Linked DNA regions of Ovis aries: region 1 is linked to region 2. The links are chromatin contacts, called in public Hi-C maps. All regions are on one chromosome and are shown on one strand. Each heading gives the region's core, a stretch centred on a gene start, on an enhancer-like site or on the middle of the called end of the contact. The rest is flanking DNA. Distances are from core to core; before and after follow the strand shown. Region 1 holds the start of LOC121819231 (mitochondrial ribosome and complex I assembly factor AltMIEF1). Region 2 holds the start of SYNGR1 (synaptogyrin 1).

Region 1 (6,325 bases), core at 2,865-5,364, 150 kb before region 2:
CCAGACTCAAGTTTCCAGACTACAAAATGTGTTTTTCACCTCCTCACTTGCTCATTCTTGCCCATCTACCCGATGAGCTGCTACTTTTTGTTTGAGGCAGACCTCCAATGTCTTTTCTATAGCTACCTGTGATTCCTCGCCCTAACCCCGCTCTCCAGGTAGTTTTGGCCCCTTCCCCGTCTGTAAGCTCTTGACCCACCTCTAATCCAGAGCTACCTCCTGCAGATCGCCACATCGTTCATCCCCACCTCAGCGCCTACCATGATGCCAGGGCGGGCCCTCTGGGAAAGTTGCTGAATTAAGTACAGTCATCAGGTTACAGTGGAACATGCTGGTCACACTGGCATGACAGGAAACAGAGCTCACACACCACTGGCCAAGAACCAGTGAAGCACTCTGTGTGCATTTTCTTATTAACTCCTGCAATAAGCTGAAGAGGTGGGTACTATTTCAGTGGTGGTGCTCAGTCGTGTCCCCTTTGCGACCCTACTGTAGCCCGCCAAGCTCCTCTATCCATGGAATTTTCCAGGCAAGAGTACTGGAGTGGGATGCTATTTCATCTACAAAAGAGGAAATGGAGGCCTAGACAGATTGAGTGATTTGCCCTAAATCCCACAGTTGTTAGCAGCAGTGGCACGAAGGCAGTCCTCTGAGGGCTGGACACTATGCTTGCTTTAGAGACTTTTGAAACAGAGTATAGTTATATTTACAGCTTCCCAGTGGCTTAGTTGGTAAAGAATCTGCCTGCAGTGCAGGAGACCTGGGTTCAATCCCTAGGTTGGGAAAATCCCCAGAGAAAGAAATGGCAACCCACTCCAGTATTCTTGCCTGGAGAATTCTATGAACAGAGGAGCCACAGTGGGCTACAGTCCATGGGGTCACAAAGAGTAGGACTGGATTCAGTGACTAAACCACATCGTTATGTTTGGAAGAACGTGATCTAACCCTCAAGAGAACTGAATCCACTGAAGAATGAGCCAGATGGAACAAGACCTAAGTTTTAACCAGTAACTTTTCTAGCATTTTCATACATTTAATGTTGTATGAAGAAAAATGATCTCCTAGTAGGACTTGAAACTAAGGGCCTTTTTAACTGGGAGCATTTTATAAGGGACCATTCTGTTATGTTGATATTTCCTTCAGTATGCCTAAAGAGCTTTGGCCACTAAAAAGAAAGATTCTCCCTTTCCTGGTCCCCTGTATCAGAAAAAATGAAACCTAGAACAGAGGCCTACCTACCTGAGGCTTCTTAATGCATCTGTGAGGTGGAGGTGGGAGAGAGGCAGGTGTGTCTCTGGAAGGCACCTGTGTCCTCTTTCCCTTGGAATTAGGATGGGAGGGGAAAGGAGAGGACACTAAATGATCCCTCCTAGCTTGCTGTGGAGGAAGACCAGGCCCTTTTCCAGCTGCTTCTCCCGGGCCTCGGGATCCTCCAGTTTCTGGTTTTTCCGGAACTCACGGCGGATGGAGGCAAGGTAGAAGTCTCGATCAGTGTAGCGAAGCTGTCGGCCTTGGCGAAGCAGAGCCCGGTAGAGACTCAGCACCGCCTCTCGGCTCCATGAGGCCATGAGGGACTGACAGGGGCTGGGCGTCAAGCTATACACAGGAGGGAAGAAAGAGAAGCCTAGAGTCAGAATTAATGATAGAAGGGAACTACACTGTTGTTCTCGTTCAGTTGCTCAGTTGTGTCCGACTCTTTGTGACCCTTTGGACTATAGCCCGCCAGGCTCCTCAGTCCATGGGATTCTCCAGGCAAGAATACTGCAGTGGGTTGCCATTTCCTTCTCCAAGGGGATCTTCCCCACCCAGGGATCGAACCCACATTTCCTGCATTGACAGGTGGATTCTTTACCGCTGAGTCACCAGGAAAGCCCAGAAGGACCTATGAAAGTGAAATGTGAAAGTGTTAGCTGCTCAGTCGTGTCTGATTCTGCAAACCCATGGACTGTAGCCTGCCAGGCTCCTCTGTCCCTGGGGTTCTCCAGGCAAGAATACTGGAGTGGGTAACCATTCCCTTCTCCAGGGGATCTTCTTGACCCAGGGATTGAACCCAGGTCTCTCTTGTTGCAGGCATTCTTTACCGTCTGATTCACCAGTAATTCTGTAGTTCTTAATCCAGGTCTCAGAGACCCCCTCAAGGTCACACTGTGACTTAGTGGCAGGGCCGGGACTAGATCCCAGCCTACAGACTCCTGCTCCTGGGAAACTACCAGTTATGCTGAAAGGTCAGGGACTGGAAGCTGGACTACCTGCGCCTGAATTTTGGCTCTGCCACTTACGTGCCATATGATTTTGGGCAAAGTACATAACCTCTTTGAGCATCAGTTTCCTCGCTTGTAAAATAGAAATAATGCTATCTACATTTATATACCGCTATGTACTTTTATGCTAATAGTACTTACCCCACAGGATTATTTTGAAACTTGCCTGAGATATCGCATGTAAAGTGAAAGAAAGTGAAAATATTAGTTGCTCAGTCATGTCCATCTCTTTGTGATCCCATGGACTGGAGCCCACCAGGCTCCTCTGGAGCCTAGCTTCTCTAGGCAACTGCAGGGGGTTGCCATTTCTTCCTCCAGCAGATCTTCCCGACCCAAGGGTTGAACCCCGGTCTCCTGCACTGCAGGCAGATTCTTTACCATCTGAGCCACCAGGGAAGAAGCACACATAATGTAACTTCACCACAAGGGGCCTCAGTCATACTTGAATCCTAGCACCAACACTTAGTAAGCTGATTACCCTGGGCAAGTTTCTTAACCTCTCTGGGCTTACCTTAGTTCCTCATTTGTAAAATGAGGATTAAAACTGTATTTTCCATATGGTTAGTATGAGGATTAAAAGTGGTTAGAATAGCACTCAGCATATGCCAAGCCATATCGTGGCAGCTATGATTAATGCTACCTCCCCTTGTGTGTAAGTGCTCAATAAGTATCAGATTTAGTTACACATAAACCACCATCATCTGCCTTCAGTAACAATAAACCCTTACAGAACCAAGGAGTGTTATCATTTGTAAAGTGCTTTGTCATCCATTATCACATTTAAACTGAGGAACTTATGAAGTGGACAGGGTTCATAACAACAATGGTTAATGTTTATTGATTGTTTACTGTTATAGCACACACTGGCCAAGCAGGTCCCACGTGACATCTCATTCCATCAACAATTCTAGTGTCACCAGTATCTCCATTTTAAGCAGAGGAAACTGATGCTCCCAGAGAGAAGTAACTCACCAACAAGCAGGGCTGTAAAGGGGGGTGCACTTCCGACCCCGACTCTGCCTGCCTGTGGAATGAAAACTACCGTTTGCTGGGATCTGCCCATGCATACAGCACTTCTAAGGTGCTGTACAAACTTTCCCAGTTCAGCGCCTGGCACATACCCAGGGCTCAAAAAATAAACTTAACAAAGGACGCTCACAATGTCCCTGTGTGGAAAAAATGATCACCCCTCTTTCTGAAATAAATATATGAGACTGAATGGGAAAGGTATCTGACTGGTAAAACGGTCTGGACTTTGGGCCCAAAGTCAGCTACCGTCAGCCTCCGGCCTTGCGAGCCTGCTGCGCGAGCGTGAGCAAGCCACCGTCCTCGTCCCTTTACCCTCAACTGCAGAAGAGCGCCCCTCGGCGCCAAGTCTCCCTGAGTGGGACAGATGAATCCAGAAATCAACAGAAAAGTGTTTTACGAAGTAGAAGGCGACTGGCATGCAAGAGCTGTTACAAGGTCGACCGGCGAATGGGCGGGTGGGCCCTGGAGGGTCCCCAGGTCCTCCCCCTACCTGGGGGGATCGCACCGAACCGGGGTAGAGAGACCCTGAGGCTGGGGCAGGCCGGCTCTGGGGCACCGGGAGAGCTCCGGAGGTTGGGGAGAGGCCCCGGAGCGGCCTCCAGGGGAAAATCCAGGGCAGGCTGGGGAGAGACCCCCGGTGGCCAGGCCGATAGTGTGGGCCCCGGCCGGGCTAGGGACCCAAACAGCGACCCTGAAAAGAGGGCGTGGCGAACCCCCAACCCCGGCCTTCACTCCTCCCCGCGCTCACCTGAGGACCGCGCGCACTCCCTCTACTCGAGATTCGCCTCTCGCCCGGTACCTCTTCTAGGGTCACCCACCAACATGGCCCCTTTACTTCCGGGCCACGACCTTGCGCCCGGACCTGAGAGGAGGAACCGAAGGGAGCCGGGAGGCAGACGGTGGCTGGAGGACTTCCGGTCTCCCCTGCCTAGGCCTCTCTCAGGGTGGGGCCAGGAGCCGCATCGGGCCCCGCCCCCTCTCGGGGCCCCGCCCCACAGTCCTGAGTCCCGCCTCTATGCGTGACGTCACCCAAGGGTGGGCCTGGCCAGGCCATTTGGTCCCCGCCCAGAGGGCCCGGTGGGGGAGAGGGGGAAAGCGTTGTGTGGGCTGGATCAGCCGCTGTGCGGGCTGGTCCCCCAACCTCCTGTCAGCCCTGTAACCTGTCATGCCCCAGCGCTGTTTGCTGATCTCGGGCTGGAGCCGTGGAGGGTCCCTGGGGAGGTTTAGCACTAACGATGTTCCCTATCGTGGCTTTTAAAGGTCTTCCAGATTGCTCATTTTTTATCCTTCCGTGCTGTTACCGCTGTTAAAGACCTACCATCCAAGGTCCTCCTCAAACATCCCCTCTAGAAGTCTCCAGCTCATTCCGCGCCCCTATCCAACACACCTAGGTGTCTCCTTTGAGTCCCACAGAACTGTTTGCACATCCCAGTTAGGGCTTCACTCCTTCAAGGAAATGTGTTGTTTGGGGTGTTTTTTTTTTTTTGGAGGGGGGGGGCTAATCCGGGTCTTAGTTGGGGCGCTCAGGATATTTGTTGCTGAATGCCAATTCTTAGTTGTGACTTGTAGGATCTAATTCCCTGACCAGGAATGGAACCTGGGCCCCCTGCATTGGGAGTGCAGAATCTTAGCCGCTGGACCACCAGGGAAGTCCACAAACATGTTTACTGGCTCCTGTTATTTGCTAGGCACTGCTTTTTAATTTCTCCATTACTTTTAGTCTCTCATCAGATTTGAGGGCAAGAGCCATGTCCTTATGGAATCTGTCAGCCCTCTTTCCCCTTTTTCCCAGCTCAGCATCTCAGAAGGGGAGGGGAAGAGGTAGGCTTTGGAATCAGGCCCAACCTGCTCCAAATTCAGCTCTACTTTAAAGAGAGCAGCCTGCCCTCTGGCAACTTTCCTAACCCCTCTCAGCCCCTCTCAGCCTTTGTGAGGATTAAAAGGCATCTAGCAGGAAGGTGTCCAAGGTCAGGGGCACCGGCCGAGACGAGCTAACCCACGTCCAGGTCAGGGGCGGCAGCCAAGAGGAGCAAGGCCACGTCCAAGGAGCGGCGGCTGCGCGGGCGCAAGAGGGCTGAGAGGAGCTACTCCACATTCAAGGTCAGGAGGGGCGACTTCGTCCAAGGTAAGGAGCTGCAGCTGTGCCTTGCTGGAGCAGCCGTGAAGAGATACCCCACATCCAAGGTAAGAGAAACCCAAGTAAGATGGTAGGTGTTGGGAGAGGGCATCAGAGGGCAGACACACTGAAACCATAATCACAGAAAACTAGCCAATCTGATCACACGGACCACAGCCTTGTCTTAACTCAGTGAAACTAAGCCATGCCGTGAGGGGCCACTCAAGACGGATGGGTCATGGTGGAGAGGTCTGACAGAATGTGGTCCACTGGAGAAGGGAATGGCAAACCACTTCAGTATTCTTGCCTTGAGAACCCCATGAACAGTATGAAAAGGCAGAAATGATAGGATACTGAAAGAGGAACTCCCCAGGTCGGTGGGTGCCCAATATGCTACTGGAGATCAGTGGAGAAATAACTCCAGAAAGAATGAAGGGATGGGGCCAAAGCAAAACCAACACCCAGTTGTGGATATGACTGGTGATAGAAGCAAGGTCCGATGCTGTAAAGAGCAATACTGCATAGAAACCTGGAATGTTAGGTTCATGAATCAAGGCTAATTAGAAGTGGTCAAACAGGACAGGGCAAGAGTGAACGTAGACATTCTAGGAATCAGTAAACTAAAACGGACTGGAATGGTGAATTTAACTCAGATGACCATTATATCTACTACTGCGGGCAGGAATCCCTCAGAAGAAATGGAGTAGCCATCATGGTCAACAAATGCAGTACTTGGATGCAATCTCAAAAACAACAGAATGATCTCTGTTCATTTCCAAGGCAAACCATTCAATATCACGGTAACCCAAGCCTATGCCCCAACCAGTAACACTGAAGAAGCTGAAGTTGAATGATTCTATGAAGACCTACAAGACCTTTTAGAACACCCCCAAAAGATGTCCTTTTCATTATAGGGGAC
Region 2 (6,300 bases), core at 855-3,354:
CCTCCCTGTGCATGGATGTGCACGCCTGTCAACCCTCCTCATTCTTCCAGGCCCAATTTGACATCACCTTCTCCAGGAAGCTTCTCTGATTCCTCCCCGAGCGCTCCCAGCCTCTCTGCCTGGGGGTGCCTGGCTCACTCCCCGGCAGGACCGGAGGCTCCCTGGCACTAAAGGGATGTGTCTGAGTCATGCCACCTTCCCTCTGGGCCTAGCCGACTCAATAAAGCTTCGCTAAATGAAGCCATCACCAGCAGAAGTGACCCAGGCAGACAAAACGCCCACACCCCCTCACAAAGCCGGTGACTTCACCCTCCCAGGCCAGCGGCCCAGAGGCCAGGTGAGGGAAGCAGAGCACAGAGCCGGCCCACCTGGTCAGGCAGGTGTCCCCCAGAGCTGCACTGTTGCCGAGGATTTGCCAGGGTCTCTGCGGAGCTGGAGACGACACGGATGAATGAACCTGGCACCACAAACCTTCCAAGATGTACCCCTGGGGTGCCTGGCCGTGGGCCATCACCGGGCTTCCCTGCCCCCAGAGAGCTCCCCATCTGGGGGGCACTTGAGAAGCCTGGAGTGTAAATGTTGCCACGATGCTTCCTGAGGCACCAGAGGCAGGTTTGAACGTTTTAAGACAAAGCAAAGGTAAATAGCTCCCTTTTCCTCTGGGAGGCCAGAGATAAACACCCAACGGTCCCACCCATCACACGCTAATGTGGCCCTGAAAATCCAGGAAGTGAGGGAGCTTGAGCATGCCTTGGCCTCAGCGGGCTTCAGGTGCACCCCCTGGGGTGGCTGGTAGGGCCCCTGCCCAGTGTCCCCAGTGCGGGCACTTCTAACATAGGCCCACAGGCAGGGGCCCCAGGCCTGCAGAGGCAAGACCCTCTAGTGAGTGGGCCTGGGCAACCCGAGGGAGCCCCAGATACCCCTTTCCAGAGAGGGGCAGGCCTCCCTTCCCTGGGGGTGCCTCCCAGGCCATGTGAACCCTTCGCCGTGTGCTGGTTCTGTCCCATCCTCTCCTCAACCCCAGCTTTGAACAGGGACCCCCCCACTCAGCTCTCTGCACTGGGGTATTCTGCCCTCACCAGGCTGGAGGTCAAGTTCGGGCCTCTCTGCCCTTCTCTGTGGGCAGGGGTCCTTTCTCCGGCTCCCACGCCCCACTGCTGGGGCATCCAGGTGTGTTCAGGGCTTGTCCCCAGCCCAAGGAGGTCTCAAGGAGGCTCCTCCCATCTGGCCACAAATAGGGAAACTGAGGCAAGCCAGAGGAGGTGACGCTGCCCATCTCAGAATTTAACTACTTGTTTCCCAGGAACATTTCTCCAGTGGCTTCCAGCCCAAGGTCACGCTGCGGGAAAGGCAGTTCCCAGTGGAAGCCAGGAATCCGGCTCCCGCCGCGTCGCTCCACACTGTCCAGGTTAAGCCACAAAAGCCCGGTTTCCTGCCCTCTCCTCCTTGAACGTCCATGGCAAGCGCGCGTGCACCCCCACGAGACGATCCACGCCCTGATTCACCCCCCCACTCTCAAAAACAAGGCCACCTGGTGATTCACCGACACACACCCCCCCTCAAAAAAAAAAAAAAAGCCACCTGAAACCAGGGTTTGGTCCCCACGGTCGCCAGTCCGCCCAAGCGGCCGCACGCAGCCCGAGCCGTGAGGTGGCTGGTCGCGGCCTGGAGGTCACCGCGACGCGGGGGAGAGCAAGTAGTAGGGTCACCGGGAAGCCAGGGGTGGGGGAGCAGGAAAGCCTCCGCGAGCGCTGGGCACCCCTGTCCGGGGGCTCGGGAAGGAAAGAGGGGCGGGCGTCAGAACCCCGGGCGGACGGCTCCCCACCAGCGGCCGCGCCCGGGTCCCCCGGTGCCCCGGGGGTAGTTGGCGTCCGTCCCGGCGCTCGGCCCTTGCCCGCACCTCCCACCCCGGCTCCCCACCCCGAGTCCGGCCGGGCCACCCGGCCGTCCTTACCCAGGAAACGACGCGCAGGATGGTGTGAGGCTGCCGGACCAGGGTGTAGGGGTCGAAGGCGCCCCCGGCTTTGCCAGCTCCGTACGCACCCCCTTCCATCGTGGCTGCACCCGCGCGGTGCCCCCCGTTCGGCGCGCGCCGCCGGCCCGTGCGCGTGCGCGGCGCCCCCGCCCCCTCCCCGGCTCGCGCCACCCGCGTGGTCGAGGGCTCCCGCGAGGGGGCGCTGTGCGCGGAGGGAGCCGGGCGGGCGCGGGTTCTGCGGTCCGGGCGGAGGGCGCGCTCGTCGCCGGCTTGGTGACCTCTTTGCTAAGTAGAGGGGGCGGGGGGACGAGGAGGGGGTGTGTGTGTGCAGCAAATGCAGGGCTTGTCGCCGCCCCCCAGGACCGGGCCGCCCTGCGACCATCACTGCCCCCTCCGAGCCTACGCGGCTCTGGGATGAAACCACCTTCCTTACTTGTTTGCTGGTTTCCTGGCGATCTGTCTTGCCCCCAATATAATGAGCGAGGAGGGACCGCCTTTGTCCTCTTTATGGGGTGCTTGGGACACAGGAGGTGCCGCAGGAAGACTTTTCGAATGAATGAACCGTGAATGAATAACCTTTCTCTCGAGAGCCTTCTGAAGCACAGCTCCCCACCCCCTGCCCAACCTCCTAGCCTTCCACCTTGCTTTTACGCTCACTGCTCAAATCCTATGTGTCCTCCACTCCCAGCCTGGAGGGGTCAGCGATACTTGGCTCAGAAACAAAGGCGGAAGAAGGACAATAAATTCTTTGGGAGAGGTCCTGCCTACCCCCACCCTACCAGCAGGCTTCCCAGGTAGCTCAGTGGTAAATTATCTGCCTGGCATTTCAGGAGATGATGGTTCAATCCTTGGGCCAGGAAGATCCTCTAGAGGAGGAAAGGTAACTCGCGCCAGTATTCTTTCGGGGGAAATTCCATGGACGCAGGAGCCTGGCGGTCTACAGCCCATGGGGTTGCAAAGTGTGGGACAGAACTGGGCATGCAGGAATGCCAGCCCACCATCATACTGTGCTTCCAGTAATTAGTATTATTTGTTCATCGTCTTCCTCTGCTAGTGTGTGGATTTTGTCTACTTTGTTCACTGCTGTAACCAAGGGCCTGGCACACAGTTCAGTCACTCAGTCCTGTCTGACTCTTTGCGACCCCATGGACTGCAGCACACCAGGCCTCCCTGTCCATCACCAACTCCTAGAGCCTGTTCAAACTCTTGTCCATCGCATAGGTGATGCCATCCAGCCATCTCATCCTCTGTCGTCCCCTTCTCCTCCTGCCCTCAATCTTTCCCAGCATCAGGGTCTTTACCAAGGAGTCAGTTCTTCGCATCAGGTGGCCAAATATTGGAGTTTCAGCTTCAGCATCAGTCCTTCCAATGAACATTCAGGACTGATTTCCTTTAGGATGGACTGGTTGGATCTCCTTGCAGTCCAAAGGACTCTCAAGAGGCTTCTCCAACACCACAGTTCAAAAGCATCAATTCTTCAGTGGTCAGCTTTCTTTATAGTCCAACTCTCATATTCATACATGACCACTGGAAAAACCATAGTTTTGACTAGATGGACCTTTGTTGGCAAAGTAATGTCTCTGCTTTTTAATATGCTGTCTAGGTTGGTCATAGCTTTTTTTCCAAGGAGCAAGCATCTTTTAACCTCATGGCTGCAGTCACCATCTGCAGTGATTTTGAAGCCCAAGAAATTAAGGTCTGTCACTGTTTCCATTGTTTCCCCATCTATTTGCCATGAAGTGATGGGACCGGATGCCATGATCTTCGTTTTCTGAATGTTGAGCTTTAAGCCAACTTTTTCACTCTCCTCTCTCACTATCAAGAGACTCTTTGGTTGTTCTTCGCTTTCTGCCATAAGGGTGGTATCATCTGCGTATCTGAGGTTATTGATATTTCTCCTGGCAATCTTGAGTTCAGCTTGTGCTTCCTCCAGCCTGGCATTTTGCATGATGTACTGTGCATATAAGTTAAATAAGCAGGGTGACAATATACAGCCTTGACGTACTCCTTTCCTGATTTGGAACCAGTCTGTTGTTCCATGTCCAGTTCTAACTCTTACTTCTTGACCTGCATACAGATTTCTCAGGAGTCAGGTAAGGTGGTCTAGTATTCCCATCTCTTTAAGAATTTTCCACAGTCTGTTGTGACAGTAGGTGCTCAGTAAACAGACCCTAGTCCCCATCACCCTGTCACTGCTTGGCCTAGAGCTCCAGGTATCATGGAAACAGAGGCTGGATGGAAGACTGTTCACTGCAGTGAGGATGATGGCTTCCAAGTCTGGCTCTCAGGATGACTCGTAGTCCCCAGGGCCTCCGTGTCCCCACTGGTTCCAGGAGGTGGTTGGATAAAGGTATCTATCTGCAGGGGCCTTTGTTGCCCCGGTGATGACAGAATATCTTGAATTCTGTGATGACAGGACACCAGATCTGTGCAGAGGAAATGTGCTGGGTGTGAGGGCACCTCTTATAAACATTCCATACACAAATATCCACCTTAGACTCTGTTTATTGATTCTTATGTTAACTCTGCAGCAGGCCGAGAGCTAAGGGCTTTGCTTATGTTATCTCATTTGATACAGCAATTGTATTCTATGGTTGTATGAAACTTCTAAGAGAAAACAAATTTTTTTGTGACTTTGGGTTAGTCGAAGAGTTCTTAGATGTATTACCTAATGCATGATCCATAAAAGAAAACAATCGATGGGTTAGATGTCATCAAAATTCAGAACACTCATCAAAAGACCTTGTTCAAAGAATGACTGAAAAGGCAAACCACAGTCTGGGAGAAAATATTTGCAAAGCATATTTATGACAAAGCATTTGTGTCCTAAATATATAAAGGACTTTAAAAAGTCAATCGTAAGAAAACAATCCTTTAAAAAAAAATGGGCAAAAGATTTTAACAGACGCACTTCACCAAAGATATGCAGATGGCAAATAAGTACACGAAAAGATGCTCAACATCATTAGTCATTAGGGAAATGCAAATTAAAACCAGAATGAGATACTGTAATTTCACACACCTATTGAAATAGCTAACATTTTTAAAATTTGACAATTTTGAGTGCTAATGAGGATTTAGAACAACTGGAACATTTGTACATTGCTGGTGGAAATACAAAATAGTGCAGCCACTTATAGCAGCTTCTTATATAATTAACTACACATTTGCCATATGACCTTGCAATTCCTCTCCTAGATATTGATCCTAGAGGAATGAGAAGCTATGTTCACACAAAACCCTGCACAGGAATGTTTATGGAAATTCCACTGGGAATAGCTGAAACCCAGAAATGACCCAAATGCTCCTTAACTGTAGATTGTATAAACAAATTGTGGAACATTCATACAATGAAATATTACTCAGGAATCAAGAGGAATGAACAATTAATACACTCAAACACAAGAGACTACAGGCTGTGTGACTTCCTTCATGTGACATTCTTGGTAACGCAAAACTATAGGAACAAAAAAAAAGACCAGTGGTTGACAGGGGCTGGGGGTGAGGGTGTGTGCGTGTGTGTGTGTGTGTGTGTGTGTGTGTGTAGGGTTTACTACTAAGAAGCACAGGGAAATTTGGGGGGATGATGGAATCATTCTATATCTTGTCTGGGGTGATGGTTACACAATTGACCATATATGTTTGTCAAATTTTGCAAAAATGTCCATAAAAAGGGTGATTTTCAATTTGTTTAAGTTATTCCTATATTTTTTTATGGAGAGAAAAGTGAGCAAGGTTGATGGTCTGAATCCATGAATAATATTCAGATCAGTGAGCCATGCTCATTTATTTATTTATTCAATAAATATTTATTTGAAGCCCACCTTGCATTAGGCTTGTTGCTAGGCATAGGGCCATAAGTGTGAAGAGTTTAGAGACTGTCTCTAGCCCTTCCAGCTGTAAAGTCTGATCACACTAATGAAAAAAATCTCAGAAAGGGTAGTATTTAGGAACCTGAACTTCAGACTGAGATATTCTTGGGTGGGCATCCTGGCTCCCCCAACCCTCCTCCACTCACTGTGTGACCTTGGACAAATAGCTTCAACTCTCTGTGCCTGTTTGCTCATCTGAAAACTGGAAATAAGCTTAGTGCCTATCCCTGAGGATTACCGCCAGGATTAAATGAGAGAATGCACAAAATGTGCTTGGAATAGTGCCTGACACAAAGGCTTTTAGCCTCCCAGCCCCGTTGGTCTTCAAGGTAGGTGTGTACGACAGGGTAGGTAGGTATTTTCTTAAACAAAGCCCTACACGGGGGTGGCCTCCTGACTTACCTAGGAATCTCTCCTTTTTACCTATCGTTGCAGGTCAGAGGAACAGCTTCC

What was found. A called contact is a pair of places that touch in the nucleus more often than the background predicts.
Region 1: a Hi-C map of liver shows a contact between it and region 2, with 5 times the contacts expected there. The contact joins the promoter of LOC121819231 here to the promoter of SYNGR1 in region 2. A contact is called at or near these places in 3 of 16 Hi-C or Micro-C datasets (liver, muscle and tail adipose tissue).

What each region holds. Positions count from the first base shown.
Region 1 is chr3:216,748,885-216,755,209 of ARS-UI_Ramb_v3.0, reverse strand. It overlaps LOC121819231 (mitochondrial ribosome and complex I assembly factor AltMIEF1), which reads right to left and starts at 4,114. Exons shown (of 2, transcript XM_042247761.2): 1 at 4,039-4,114; 2 at 1-1,596. The coding sequence starts at 1,568. The coding sequence ends at 1,356. TRNAG-CCC (transfer RNA glycine (anticodon CCC)) reads right to left here and starts at 4,939; the gene lies at 4,867-4,939. It also overlaps a transcript of ATF4 not described here.
Region 2 is chr3:216,595,663-216,601,962 of ARS-UI_Ramb_v3.0, reverse strand. SYNGR1 (synaptogyrin 1) reads right to left here and starts at 2,104. Exons shown (of 4, transcript XM_042247754.1): 1 at 1,955-2,104. The coding sequence starts at 2,053.